Regions from separate parts of the Zea mays genome. Here region 2 is linked to region 1. The links are chromatin contacts, called in public Hi-C maps. All regions are on one chromosome and are shown on one strand. Each heading gives the region's core, a stretch centred on a gene start, on an enhancer-like site or on the middle of the called end of the contact. The rest is flanking DNA. Distances are from core to core; before and after follow the strand shown. Region 1 holds the start of LOC103643134 (nitrate reductase [NADH]-like). Region 2 has its middle 44 kb from the start of LOC103643135.

The links. A called contact is a pair of places that touch in the nucleus more often than the background predicts.
Region 2: a Hi-C map of leaf shows a contact between it and region 1, with 5 times the contacts expected there. The contact joins the enhancer-like site here to the promoter of LOC103643134 in region 1. A contact is called at or near these places in 7 of 25 Hi-C or Micro-C datasets (bundle sheath, ear, endosperm and 3 more).

The regions. Positions count from the first base shown.
Region 1 is chr1:203,090,796-203,098,183 of Zm-B73-REFERENCE-NAM-5.0, forward strand. It overlaps LOC103643134 (nitrate reductase [NADH]-like), which reads right to left and starts at 3,413. Exons shown (of 4, transcript XM_008666285.2): 1 at 2,289-3,413; 2 at 2,056-2,196; 3 at 269-501; 4 at 1-153. The coding sequence starts at 3,294.
Region 2 is chr1:203,163,442-203,170,829 of Zm-B73-REFERENCE-NAM-5.0, forward strand. No RefSeq gene overlaps it. Among protein-coding and RNA genes, the nearest start is that of LOC103643135, 44 kb to the right of the region's middle. Within about 2 kb of position 3,955, at least 10 of the 20 cell types and tissues checked have an H3K27ac peak or open chromatin away from gene starts, as enhancers often do. A contact at or near this core is called in leaf, where this site is marked.

The DNA of each region.
Region 1 (7,388 bases), core at 2,163-4,662:
CTCCGCCGTCTTCTCCAGGTGCTTCTGCCGCGCCATCCAGCCGCCGGCCTGGTTGCCCGGCTGCGTCGGGTGCTCGAACACCAGCCCGATCTCGCCCCTGTGCGGACGGCACACGTTCACCTTCACCTTGAACCAGCAGTTGTTCATCATCCCCTGTGCCGTGCGTGCCAAACAGCGAAACAGTTGTTCGAGCGCCATCGTCAGAATAAATAATCCACCAGGAACAGATGAAAACTTGTCAGTATATATATGTATGTACACAATGTACCATGAGGTTCCATATGAGCCTCTCGGGCTGGGTGTTGAGCGACTGGTCCCATGCGCGCACGGCGATCTCCTTGGCGCCGAGGAGGTCGAGGACCTCCACCTCGACGGACCAGAAGCACCAGCACCAGTACTTGCCGTACTTGTTGGGCTTCTCCGGGTGGGCGAGGTCGCACACCAGCCATGTCTCGCCGCCGTCCAGCGTCACCTCTACCCGCGTCACCTTCTTGCCGCCGCCTACGCCGCACCAAAACACCGAGAAAAAGCCGTAAGGTTCATGACACTTTCACCGTACGTCTCTTCTACTGTCGACGGCACCAGGTGAAACCTAAATGTTGGCACAGGCCCACAGGCCACAGCTAGCGCACGGCTATCCCGACAAAACAACACTAGTGACGGCTTGTTCCTTCCTTTCCAGATTCGACAAGTAATCCGGCGGCGACCTCTCCGACAGTCGCAAAAGCAAAAGTAATGGGGCGTAGTAGCAAACTACTACCAACTTGTGCATGGTTTTCCTCCAGCACCCGGTTCCCACAAGCTTCGACTTCTATAATCTGTGGGACTGCTGTTGAGAATCTGTGCTGCTGCCTGCTGCTGCTTAGATATGGCAATGGAGATCCGATCCCCGATTCCCCGTGGGGAATTCCTCCATTAGAGGATGGAGATGGGGAAGAAACTTCCCCCGTGGGGATATAAACTTGGAAAATTTATCCCTCGACGGGTAAACGGGGATGGGGACGGGGAAACATTCCCCATCCCCGTTTCCCGAGGGGACCCGTTAAACTTGCACGTGACTATGTTTTGTGTACTAGTTAACGACAAAAATAAATAATTACCTTATCAAGAGACCACTAATTGTATAAATGTGTTTATTTTGATGTATGCATAATGATTTGTTATATCTGACAATGTGTATAAGTGACAATATTTAACATTAATAGTAAAGTACATATGTCTTAATTAAAATTTAAACGGGGATGAGGATTCCCGTTGGAGATTTATCCTCGCGGGGAACGAGAATGGGAAAGAAATGTTCCTCGCAAGCGTTCATAGGGATCTCCGCGGGAAAGTTTTTTCGTTGCGGGAACGGAGATGGGAAGCTATTCCCCGTTGCCATCCCTACTGCTGCTGGTGAAGTAGACAAGCTACGACTTCTAGCATGAAAGGGTCAACTACTTGTTCGCAGAATGCTTTTTAGTGTCCTCAGTCAGTGCCCCCCATGCCATGCATCAGCGGTCAAAAGTTCAGCGTCACCGAATTGAAACTGCACGCCTTTCTTGTTAAGCCATGTATACCTTTTAAGTTTGATGCTGTCAACATACGTCCCTGGCAGCTCCATGTTTACGATCTTCGTTGCGCTGTTAAATTGCTTGTCCATCATCGGTTATTTTTAAACTGCTTAATTAGTTGAGTCGTTGCTGTCCGCTGCGTATTGTATTCGGTGGTGAGACTTAAAATTTGTTTTTGGGAAATGCCTTCTTTCAGGCATGTACCTAGCTTCATGGCAGCACTAGTCATGCGTGACTCCTACGTTTTTCCCCCCTTGACGTATTAAGAATATGACCCAAGTAGTATCAACAGGATACAAGGTTACGAAGTACATCTTGTAACAGCAATTTGTTGGGTGAAATTAAATGTAATTAAGCCGTGCCAAGGCGCCGCTATGAATTTGGGAAAACAAAAGAGAAAACGGCGCCAAGTTCCATATTGAATTTGTACTAGCTAAGTAAGTAAGTCGTATGCCAAAAGTACGTAGCTAGGAAAAGTCAGCGACCGCGTATGTATACTTACCGGAGTAGGCGTATCCTTTCATGGTGTAGCCGCGCTGTGTGGTGATGCCGTTGATGGGCAGGATCTCGTCGTGCCCCGGCGTCGTTATCACCGAGTTTATGTTCAGCTCGTTGATGATGTACTCCGGCTTGTACCACCACGCTGCTCATTTTGCAGCAGCAAGATCAAAATCCCGTTTCGCTTGCTTGCTTTGCTTCCGATCCGTAGTAAACAAACAAACAAACACTAGTTACCCTCAGCGTTGGCGAGCTCGGCGTCGACGTGCGACGGCAGGACGCGGTTGTCCTTGTAATGGTAGTAGTTGTCGGACTCGGCGGGGGTGACGACGATGCGCTTCAGCCACTTGACCATGCGGCCGCCGATGCAGCCCGGGATGATGACGCGCACGGGGAAGCCGTGGTCGGGCAGCAGCGGCTCGCCGTTCTGCATGTACGCGAGCATGATGTCGCGCGACGGGTCCAGGGCCCACTCGCGCGGGACGCTGGTGCCGTACTTGGACCCGCCGCCGCCGCCGCCGGGGAGGTCCTCGGCGCCCTCGAAGCAGACGTTGAGCGCGCCGCCGTGACGGGGCGCGACGCCGCAGCGGCGGAGCACGTCGCGGAGGCGCGCGCCGCGCCACACGGACGTGGACACGCCGGCGGCGCCCCAGCCGAAGCCCGCCGTCTGCCGCACCATGTTCTGCTCCTTGCGCCGGTTGCCCGCGCACGCCAGCGTCACGGGGATCTCCACGGCGGGGAAGTCCCGCGCCAGCTCGTCCATGGTGAGCCGCGCGGGCCGCCTCACGAGGCCCGTCACCTCCACGGCCCACGTCGCCCAGTCCCCGCGCGGCACGGCGCCGTGGTTGCGCACGTAGTGCAGCGGCGCCGGGGTGATGAAGCCGTGCTGCATCAGCCGCGCCAGCGGCGGCTCGCAGTTCAGCGGGTGCTTCCCCGTCAGCCGGACCAGGCACGGGTTGCGCTCGACCCACGCGTCCGCGGTGCCCTCGTCGCGCGGGTCCTGCGCCGCCGGCTCCACCTCCAGCTGCAGCTGCGACCCGTACAGCTCGCGCCAGTCATCCTGCTCGTCGTCCGACGACGACGCATCGTCCGACGTGCTGCGGGGTGGGGAGACGAGGGGAGGGAAACCGCAGCCGCGCGCGGGCGAGTCCGCGCGCCGCGGGATGTGGCTCGGCGGGGGAGGGTACGCGCCGACGCGCGCCGGCTCCAGACGGCCGAACTGCCGGGGCTCGACAGCGGCCATTTCGGTTCAGGAGAGGTGTTGCCTGCCGACTGCGTTCTGGTTTCTGGTGATGAGCCCAGCAGTTGTAGCTGGCCTGGAAGGAAGGCTGCTGGAAGTGGCTTGGTGTTGTTGTCTGTGCAAGGCAGTACGACAGGCGGCGGCTCATAATATATACACACGGGCGCAGGTGCTCCAGCGTGACATGGCGCCTCAGAGTCAGTGTGCGCCACAAGTTTTTCTACACCCAGCTGACCACCAAAAATAAGGTGGGATTCTGTGATTATTGACTGACTTTCATTTTAGGCTCTGTTTAGATGAATTAGCTAACTATTAGCGGTTACTAACTAGCTTGTTTGGTCTAACTAAGGGCATGTACAGTGGTGTTTAATGTGGGGGCTCTTAAGGTGTTTTAGGTGGTTATTTGCAAAAAAAAAATCTTAGAGCCGTCTCTCCGTGAAGAGACGCCTCTGGCTCGTAAACCAAGTAACAACAGACGCCTCACTTCCCACTGTACGAATTTGTTGTCTGTTCTATCGATCTGATGCTATACAAATACATTTAATTCTGTATTTATTAATAGACTACGTTTATAGACACTCCATTGTACAATAGAGTCTCTTAGTTGTCTCCTGTGCTTGGAGAACCGTTTTGGTGTCTCTCCACTGTACATGCCCTAACGATATAATTACCATTTGGGTAATAATTAATAATTAGTTAGACTATATCATTTGGCAAGAAGAACAAAAGACACACACCTCGTTCGTTAGTTAAGTAATTCCTTAGATTTGGCTTGTCTACATTTGCGATTTGTTCTAATAAATCTATCGATAAAATTATCCGTGAGTTTCTTGTAATAGGATTCGATACGGATGGATATTGCTTATTTCGTAATTGTTTTCATATTTTTTCTCTTCAGTTCAAATCCAATACATATATTATCAAGTTGTGTCGGATAAAATTTAAATAGATATTAATATCTTGTACATCCAACTTTGAGAATACATATATAGATAAAAGTTGGATACAGATCACATATTGAGCACCCGGACTCGAATACGAATCGAACCTTTTTGACGAATCGAATTTGAATACGGACAAATAATTATCCGTACCATCTACACCCATATTACCCGTGATAACTTCAATAATGGTCACAACTAGGTTATTGTTCATCCATTTATATGCGATTTGGTCTGGTTTCTGAATTTTGATCCTGCAGCAGGGTGTTTAAGAGATTTTTGGCAGAGCTTCACGAGCTCTTAATTCATACAAAAAAATGATTTTCTATCTCTATAAAGAGTAGGTCAAACACTCCGAGTTCACTAAATTTAAATTTAGAGAGTGTTTAGTTTCTAGAGACTAATTTTTAGTCTCTTTATTTTATTTTATTTTATTTTAGTCTCTAAATTATTAAATACAGAAACAAAAATAGAGTTAATTTTCATATTTAATAATTTAAATATTAAAATAGAATAAAATGTAGGAACTAAATATTAGTCCGCAGAAACCAAACACCGTATTAGATTCACCTTAATAGTAGATCTATAGGCCATGTTCGCTGTTTTTAGAGCTGTTCAAAGAAAGCTTCGAAGCGGTTTCGTACCTCTGCAAAGTACTCACTTATCGTCTCTGTTTGCTCATCTCCTTTCTCGCTCGCTCCACCGACAGAATTCGCGCGTTCCTACCGGGGCGTGGCCCGGCCCCCTCGTCGCCGGCGCTACTGCCTTGGCCTCGCTGGGAGCGCGGCGAACGCTGGAGCAGGCGAGCGGGCATCAGCCGAGCGAGCATCACTGCATCAGGAAGACATAAGCGAGCAAGTCTGCTGGCAAAGTATATATTTGTTCGTTTACATGATACGATTTCTAACTTTTTAATTGCTAATCTGGAATGATCATCCGTGCAAATTTTTAATCCTGTATTTCACTTTGTACCATTGGACGATAATTCGGGAGGTCCAGCAGCTGTTGACGAAATGCCTGGAAGGTTTGGTCTCATTTAAGCACTGAATTGTTGTCGGTTGTCCTTGTAGCCTCTGTGTCCTTTTCTTGTTCTTGTATTGAAAAGTTTACTGATGGTACTTAGGTATTGTTGCATTTCCATTTTACCTAGAAGATCATGTGATTTTTGCCAAACCTGGGCACTCTTGTTAGAAGGGATACAACTATATTGTACTACTTGCAAATTCTAGTTTATGTTTGACAGTTCTATGCGTTGGCGAAACTGCTTTGTGATGCAGTGAATCATTCCTGCAACCTACATCCTGCACAACCTTTCCGTTCCTGCATTTGTTTTCGGAAAAATGTGAATAGAGATATTTATTTTTGGACAACAAAGTTCGATTGCAGCTGATCTTCACTTTGGCATGCTGTGAACCCAGTACTTCGACTTGCTAATTGAACTGTTGTGAATTAGTTTAAGTTGTCCAATTCTGAATTTCGTTGCATGATCTATGTTGGAGAGAAGTTTTCTGCCCGAAGGTCCTGGATAACCAAAACAATTTCTTATTGTTATATCAGGAGAAAGGGATTGACATGGTTTGAAGGACCACGACCACTAAAAATAGAAATTGTATATGAACTTGATCACCATAAATAGAAGGCCCCCGGATAATCAAAACAATTTCTAATTGTATATGAACTTGACCACTATAAATAGAAAGACAGTGCGACCGCCAGAATAGTTAGTCATTCTCGTGAAATCTGTAATCGACATTGCCGAGGATTGTTCGGTAGTGAATTTATGGGGTTTCACGAGACCGAGAACTAAAAGTAAAGGCGCAGGAGACTCGAAGATTTACACAAGTTCGAGCTCTCAGTGTGAGATAACATCCTACGTCATGTTTGTGGTGGTATCTATTGGCTATGCAATGTGATTAGATGATCCGTTGTCTTAGGGCGTTTAGGTCCTCCTTTTGTAGTTCAAGTAGGGGCGTCATTTACAAAATATGGATCTAGCCCGGTTACAAGATATGAATAATAACCAAACCTAGCTGATTCCACCCTTTTTATTGGGTACCTAATCTCTATCTGTGTATGTTTTCACTCTTATCAACAACCGGGTGTTGTCATATGTACATGGATATCAATATTATTATCTCCTAATCTCGTAGGATCTCTAGAATATTTATCTTTCTAGAGCTTCCTTGCGGATGAGATCTTACTCTGATTGTGTGTGCCGAGTTACTAGACACTCGATTGAGCCCATAAACCCACCTGTTATGGCCTTTCACGTTGGATATCTCTAATATATATCTTTAACAGTAGCCCCCGAGGCTTATTTGGTCGAGTTATAGGGTCAGGAAGAGAATACTCGGCTCTTGAATCTTCTTGTATAGGTGAGCCTTGCTGTGCCTAAGTTGTTATCTCCTTTGTCCTACTAATCTCTGGCCCTGTTATTCATAAGGATGACAACGCGGGATAGGTTCGGGACGGGCAGTGGGTTTTTTGGATTCGGCGAGGATGGGAACGGGTCTACATTTTCTCTCGGAGACGAGACTAGACGAAATCATGAGACAAAGGGAGGCGAGCCCTTATAGTACAAGGTAAACACCATATGATCAATGTTCATGGGTTCAAAAAAGAAGGCATCACTGTTTATGGGTTCTTCGAAAAAAAACACCACGCGCGCTGCATGTAGACCAAACTCAGCTTTTGGATTATTGGATGAGATGGACGTAACAACTTGCATTGCTCTATTTGATCGCATATGCGAACATCGAGATCCAGTTGCTTATTATGCTGCTTCCCATGTTAGCTACACGCTGCATACGTACGCAAGCGCAGTATATCCACCAATAGATTGGGAGTATCGACGCAGTCCACAGGCGAGATCTCTCCTAGCTCTTTCTTTAGTTAGGATAAATACAAACCCATCATCCAATCGGCAACCGCGGCACGTACGACTAAACGTTGTTTAAGGGCATATATAATGAGTATCTTAAGTTGTATCTTATACACTGTGTCTTTGTCAAGATACATGTTTTGAGTTTTTTTACATTCACCCTCATAGAGACTAGCTGATTGGTCACTTTAATTTATTTAATGCTCTAATTGGTACAATGAATATCGTAAGACACATGTTTTAGACATAATCACTGTATTATGTTGTATTTTAGT
Region 2 (7,388 bases), core at 2,705-5,204, 73 kb after region 1:
TCAACGCCCGACGTGTCCCCCGTCGGGGCGCCGACGTCGTCGACTCGCTCGACAGCCAACGAGGTGCCGCCTCCTGCGTGGCCATGGTTGCCCCGCCTCCTCCTCCTGCAGCGGGGAAGATGACGGGACAAACCCAGATGTTGTTCTTCCGCCACGCGGGGAAGACGTCGTCGATTCCGCCACCGTCGGACGGGCTGACGGCCGTCGTTGTCGTTGTCGCGTGGCGGAGGAAGGAGTACCATGTCGTAGCTGCCGTCGAGGGACATGAAATCGAGACTCCCGAAACAGAGCAGCGTCCCGGGCTGGAGAGGTTGCTGGAGACTACCCATCTGGAGCTTGATGGGAAGCTGTTCGTCAACACGCAGCAGGCCCCTACCTGGCGCGCCAACTGTCGACGTTTCGACCCCGGGGGGGGGGGGGGTCCCTAGACCGACGAGTAAATTGTCGCTGCGTGTCCCAGCCCAGATGGGTCGGCGCCAGACGGAACACAAGGGGGAACAAAAAAGGGAACCGCGGCTCGTGTTGTCCTGCGCCCAGGGCGGATGCGCTTGCAGTAGGGGGTTACAAGCGTTCGCGAGGGAGAGAGAGAGAGAGCCCGTCCGCCAGCCCGTTCTCCCTCGCGGCCACCTTCTCGTACGAGGACCCTGGACCTTCCTTTTATAGATGTAAGGAGAAGGCCCAGGTGTACAATGGGGGGTGTAGCAATGTGCTAACTTGTCAAGCAGAGAGGAGCCAGAGCCCTATGTACATGCCGACGTGGCAGTCAGAGAGGTGTTGGTGCCCTGTTCATGTGATGTCGTGGCCGTCGGAGGAGCGCTTAAACCCTGTAGAAGCACAGCTGTCGGGGCTGTTGGGTCCTTGCTGACGTCTCCTTGCTTCCGTAGGGGGCTGAGAACTGCCGTCGTCATGGAGCACGCAGGGTTCCATCATTACTTGTTTACCAGGGCGAGCTAGATGAGACGCCAGTCTTGTTCCCCGTAGCCTGAGCTAGCTAGGGGTAGGGTAATGATGTACCCCCTGCAACGTGGTCAGTCCGAGCCCAAGGTCGGGCGAGGCGGTAACTTCTCCGAGGTCAAGGCTGAGTCTGAGCCCTGGGGTCGGGCGAGGCGAAGACCGTCTTCCAAGGTCGAGGTGGAGTCAAAGCCCTGGGGTCGGGCGAGGCGGAGACCATCTTCCGAGGTCGAGGTGGAGTCCGAGCCCTGGGGTCGGGCGAGGCGGAGACCGTCTTCCGAGGTCGAGGTTGGGTCCGAGCCCTGGGGTCGGGCGAGGCGGAGCTTCCTATGGCGCCTGAGGCTGGACTCGGCGGCTATCAGCCTCACCCTGGCGGGTGGCACAACAGTCGGAGCAGGGCAGGCGACGCTATTTTCCTGTCAGGTCAGTCAGTGGAGGGGCGAAGTGACTGCGGTCACTTCGGCCCTGTCGACTGAGGAACGTGCGTAAGGATAAGGTGTCAGGCGATCCCTGCATTGAATGCTCCTGCGATACGGTCGGTTGGTGAGGCGATCCGGCCAAGGTTGCTTCACTGCGAAGCCTGCCCGAGCTGGGCCTCGGGCGAGTCGAAGGTGCGCCCGTTGCTTGAGGAGGCCCTCGGGCGAGGCGTGAATCCACCTGGGTCTACTGTTCCTGCCCGAGGCTAGGCTCGGGCGAGGCGAGATCGTGTCCCTTGAGTGGACGGAGCTTTGACCTATATTGCGCCCATCAGGCCTTTGCAGCTTGTGCTGATGGTGGTTACCAACCGAGTTTAGGAGTCTTGGGGGTACCCCTAATTATGGTCCCCGACACTAGCAGGATAAATTAATTAGGGAAACAAGATTGTATTTAGTAGACCTTTCTTGATTTTGGTGTACTATTGGTTAGTTATATACATTTGTATGTAGATCTAGAACTAGGGTTTGAGTTTTTTACTAATAAATTTCATATTATATTTTGTTTGAGAAAGGGAAGGCTTGTACGAAGCATAGTAGGTAAAATATTAATTATTGCTAAATACATTCTTTGAAATTGTATATATTATAATAAACAAAGTGGAGAACTATATATATATTTAATTAGATGGATAATAAAGTTGTTAAATTTTCTCTCGCATGGTAGTTGAGAGGTACTATATATTTTTATTTCTAATAAGAAAGAATGGCCTCTTTGCACCAACCAGAAAGTGTCATGAAACAATAGACGGTTGGTACCGATTAGTCGAAGCCGTTATTGATCGGGCCTTCAACGGGTAGGTCGCAACTGATCAATACGTACTACCGGAGGCAAAGCCCGATAAACACTCGACAAAGTTTTCTTTGCGGAGTATATTACCGAGAGTAGGACTTTGCCGAGCGCGGCACTCGGCAAAGATTTCTTTGTCGAATGTCTGACAAAAAGCACTCGGCAAAGTGCCGGACACTCGGTAAAGAGCCGGACTCCGTTAGTGACGGTCCCAACGCCGTCATGTGGTAATAGAGTCTGCAACAGGTGGATCAGTACTAAACAGTGTGGTTCTAATGCCGTCAATACTGTGATATTGTTCGTGTCGCCTGATCGTTATAGCCCAACTGACCATCGATAGGCGGCAACAGTCGGTAACGGCTAGCGATGGAGGCATCTAAGGCTATCTTTAGCAGACTTCCTACCTTATCGGTATCTTACTCCATATTTTAAACTTTACTTTGTAAACAATACAATATACATAACAAAACAGATTTTACAGGGGTGAAGCATTTGGACAGGTTACCACGGAGCAACAATGAGAAGCGGTTTCGGCGCCTCTGCTATGAATTCATGCATGATGCGTGCATCTCTGATCTCTTATCTTGTCAATGGGTTCCCCAGCCATTTGGGTAAGTAGTGGGCGGCGCTGGCGATGGATGCTGTTGCTTGCGAGGGATGCATGCCTGCCTGCGCGCGGCTGGCCGCTCGGGCGGTTTGGCTGCCCTTTCAGGCTTGCTTTACGGTGAGATGACACGATAAAACACAGCATCATCGTGCCATTATTGAGGCTTACTACTTCTCTTGCTCTCGTGCTGTCCTATCTCCAGAAGCGTCACTTGCGTAATGGACCCCCCTACGCTAGAGATGGTCAATGTATCATCAACATCATAAAGCTGGAAAATGGAATCGGGAATCTGTCGCGTGGATGGATGTAGGGCCATTGCATCAGCAGAGCGTATATTCTGTGGCTTCCATTCCAATGCATGGTTCCGACTAATATAAAGCTTAGTGGGTGTAGCCAAACACCCCTGAGTGACAGCTTCAACGACGAAGACGCGACTATGAACAGGAGAACTGTACCGTGTGCATGCCAGGATCCAAAAAAATAAAAATAAAAATCTGCTCTGAATTTTCCTCGCTCGCCTAACATCCAGAATCGCCGAAGTCAAAATGCGTCCCAGTCCCAAGGACGGTGAGCGTTTCCTGATCACGCTTGACATGTGATCCCGATCGAGCGATCGACTCCTCGTACGACGACGAATCTGCGACAATGCAAGGAGTACTGCGCAGTGGAAAAACTCTCCTGAAAATCTAGCTGTTTTCCATGACGTTTATTCGCCTTAGATTCTGAAGAATCGCCCGAGTCATTGGCATGCCGAGACTTTTGTTGCTTGCAGCCTCTGTAAAAGGACGGCCTGCATGCACTTCCTGCGGACGCAGGGAGGAGTAGCTTTCTGCTTTCGCACGAGGAAGAGGAATGGCAACTTGGGTTTGATCAGCTCCAATCCAAGTGGAAGTGGCAAACCGAGGGTCTCTTGGCTTTGCGCATCGTCCGAGGATATATGGGTGCGCGCGGCGGCAGGTTGTACGCAGAACAGCCGGCCTTTCGGGCTCTGTGAACTCACAAACTGACGAGGCAACTCAGCCAACTCTCAAGTCTGAACTGACAAACCGCTTCCCATTCGTTGATATCGACGGCCCAATCAAACCCAATCATGGTCCATGACTGACGGCTACATCACTGCATTCTAAAATGCTAGTACCATCTCTGCGAATTATCAGTATGGTTTGCGAGAGTCGTGGCATTTCATGCAAGTTCTATATGCTGTGTACAGATACAGCTGGATGTAGACGCGAGTGCTTGCGTGTAGGGCTGGACAAAAAATCCGTAACCCGAAACCCAAATCTGAAAAACCCGAATCTGAAATATCCAAAACCCAAATTTTGTTCGGGAATTTCGGATAGCAACTTGCAAAACCCGAATTTATTTCGGGTAATTCGGGTATCACAATCGGGTACCCAAAATACCCAAACTTTCATGTGTCATGTACTCATGTCATGCTTAATTATTAATTTATACATCTATAATTATGTGTAAGTGTGTATAACTTGTGATTATAGATTGCTTGTGTTTTATATGTCCATGTATATCATTATTCAAACTGTATTTTTATACTAATTTAATAGGGTGTATGCTTTTTTATGAAGCCGACACAATAATTCGGATAGTTCGGGAATAACCGAACCCGAACCCGAAATTCCGGGTACCCGAATTTTAATTGTAAAACCCGTTATAATTTTAGGTATCGATTCTCAAAATCCAAAATTTTAAGTACCTGAATTAACCGACCCGAAATTTTCAAGTAACCCGAACACCCATCCCTACTTGCGTGCGTCCGGGATCTGTAACCTTTTCACGGTGAATAAAATAGGCACGGTCTACTAACAATCTCCATCCCTACTTGCGTGCGTCCGGGATCTGTAACCTTTTCACGGTGAATAAAATAGGCACGGTCTACTAACAATCTGTCTACGCCTAACTGTACCAAAGCGTAATCTTAGCCTTTTTTACGAGAGTTTTAATAACAGCTCCATCTTAGCCTTTTTTACAAGAGTTTTACGCTAGTTGGTCATGGACTCGAATAACTTACACTACCGGAATCAGACTCTTTGCTGAATGCTCGGCGTCGACGAACTAAAACTCTCGGCATAAACCTCGTTTGTCAAGGGCGAAACTCTCGATATAGAAAGACACTCGGTAAAGAAGGCTTTACCTAGCGTCGAGCTCTCGGTGAAATGCGACGCTCGGCAAAGTGCCGTCAGTAGCCGTCTATAGATGATGACCATTAACTTTGCTGAGTGTTACCTGTCAAACACTCGACACACATTTATTTTACCGAGTGTCTTTCCTTCACTCGACAAAGAGTATTTGTTTTTTTTATTTTTTCCACCAAACTTTTTTGTGATATTTTCCTACAGTATATAGACATACATGTTCAATTTTGGCACAATTATTAAAGTGTTTGCTACAACTATCAGATTTAGTTTGTTTAATTGAATTTCTTCGAATAATTCAGATTTGAACCGTAAGTCACTCGAAAAATGGAAAACACTGAATGCAAAAATAATATTAATTTTATTTAGCACAAGTTATGACCTATTTCAGGATCATACCAGAATTTTCGTGCACCATTTTCACGAAACATGAACGTGAACTTATGATCTAGTTGTTTTAAAATTGTATAAAAAACAAACAAAGTAAAAAATCATGAAACTTGTTCGCATGTCATGATATCATATGTAGAGACCCTAATAAAAATTTGGCAGTGTTTCGTAAAAGTTGTCACCCACTATGTGTAGAAACCTAGCCATCCGTCACATTAAATCATAAAACTTCAATGGAGACCGGATATGTTTCTACACATAGTGCGTGACAACTTTTACGAAACACTGTCAAATTTTTATCACCCGTAAATGGATTATAAAGACCGATGCTTTCTTAGAACAGGCATTTGGCTAAGGTGCTAAAGGAGCGCGTCTAGTCCCTTGATGGGTTCAATCACTATGGAATGATCGCTACCCCATACACATGTTGGCACATGTTCGTTCTCCCCATCAATATCCGCCGGTGTATGCTTTCAAAAATAGAACATATTCGTGTCGTTGATAATTCTTGGATACCCAGGGAATAAAATGGGCATGTAGATGGAGCCTTTAATGATGAATTGGTCCATGCTTGGGAGGAAGGGGTATGGACGTACGACCGAGCTACGAAGAAAAATTTCAAAATGCATGTTTGGTACCAGTACTCCATGCATGACTTACCGATGTATGAGCTATTTTGCGCCTGGTGTGTTCACGGTAAGTTCCCACGCCCAGTTTGCAAGGAAGCTCTTAGGTTCATTTGGTTGAAGAAGGGTGACAAATATTTGTCGTTCGATAAACATCGATAATTACTCCCTCCTAACCATGCATTTTGACTAGACATCAAGAACTTTATGAAAGATGTCGTAGTGACAGACCGCCCACTTGCAATGATGACTGGTGTCGAAGTTTTTCAACAGATAGATGGTCTCGTGGTCAATCTAGAAGGTGGTTTTTTGTGGGATATGATGAGCAACATATGTGGACCCATAAGTCAGCCTTGACTCGGCTCCCATATTGTGACGACCTTCTCCTTCCACACAACATTGATGTTATGCACACTCAAAAGAGTATCACCGAGAAACTATGGGCAACAATTATGGACATTCCTGATAAGTCAAAGGATAACATAAAGGCAAGAGTAGATTTGTCAGCGTTTTGTGAGACCAAACCAAGAGATGAAGCCGCCTAGTGGTGGAAAGACATGGAGAAGGCCTAAGGCCGATTTCGTCTTTAGCAGGGCCCAGAGGAAGGATGTACTACAATGGATCAAGATGTTAATGTTTCCTGATGAGTATGCAGCTAACCTGAGTAGGGGTGAACTTATCTACTTTGCGAGTCTTAGGGATGAAGAGTCATGGCTTTCACATATGGATTAAACTAACTCTTCCGGTGATGCTTTAAGGCTATGTCCCTAAGCATGTCTGGCTAGCGCTTCCAGAGTTGAGTTATTTCTTCTGCCAACTTTGTGCAAAAGAGTTATCTCGGTCCTTAATTACAGACTTAAAAAGAATGGCACCCGTGTTACTGTGTAAGCTGGAGAAGATGTTTCCATCCGACTTCTTCATTCTGATGCAACATTTGATTCTTCATCTTCCGTATGAGGCACGAATGGGGGGGCTTGCAGGGACGTTGGTGCTATCCAATCGAGAAATGTCTAAAGACGATTCAAAAGAAATGTAGAAATAAATGCAAAATTAAGGCTTCCATTGCAGAGACATACATACTAGAGGAGGTGTCAAACTTCACAACAACTTACTATGGTGACAAACTGCTGAGCGTGCATAATCCACCCCCTCGTTACAATGATGGTGAAAATGAACTTATGTGCGAATAATATAACATTCTAGCGTGTTTGAACTTGTAGGGCCCAAGAGACCCGTCTACGAGTGCCGAGTTGAGACAAGTAGCCAATGGCTTTGCCTATAGGGTCAAGAAATTTTCTGGGTATGACGTCAATGGATATCATTTTCGCATAACAAGCTACAACCAAAGTCAACCCAATTGAAAAACCACGTATTCTGGAGTCTTTACGCCCAGGCTTGATG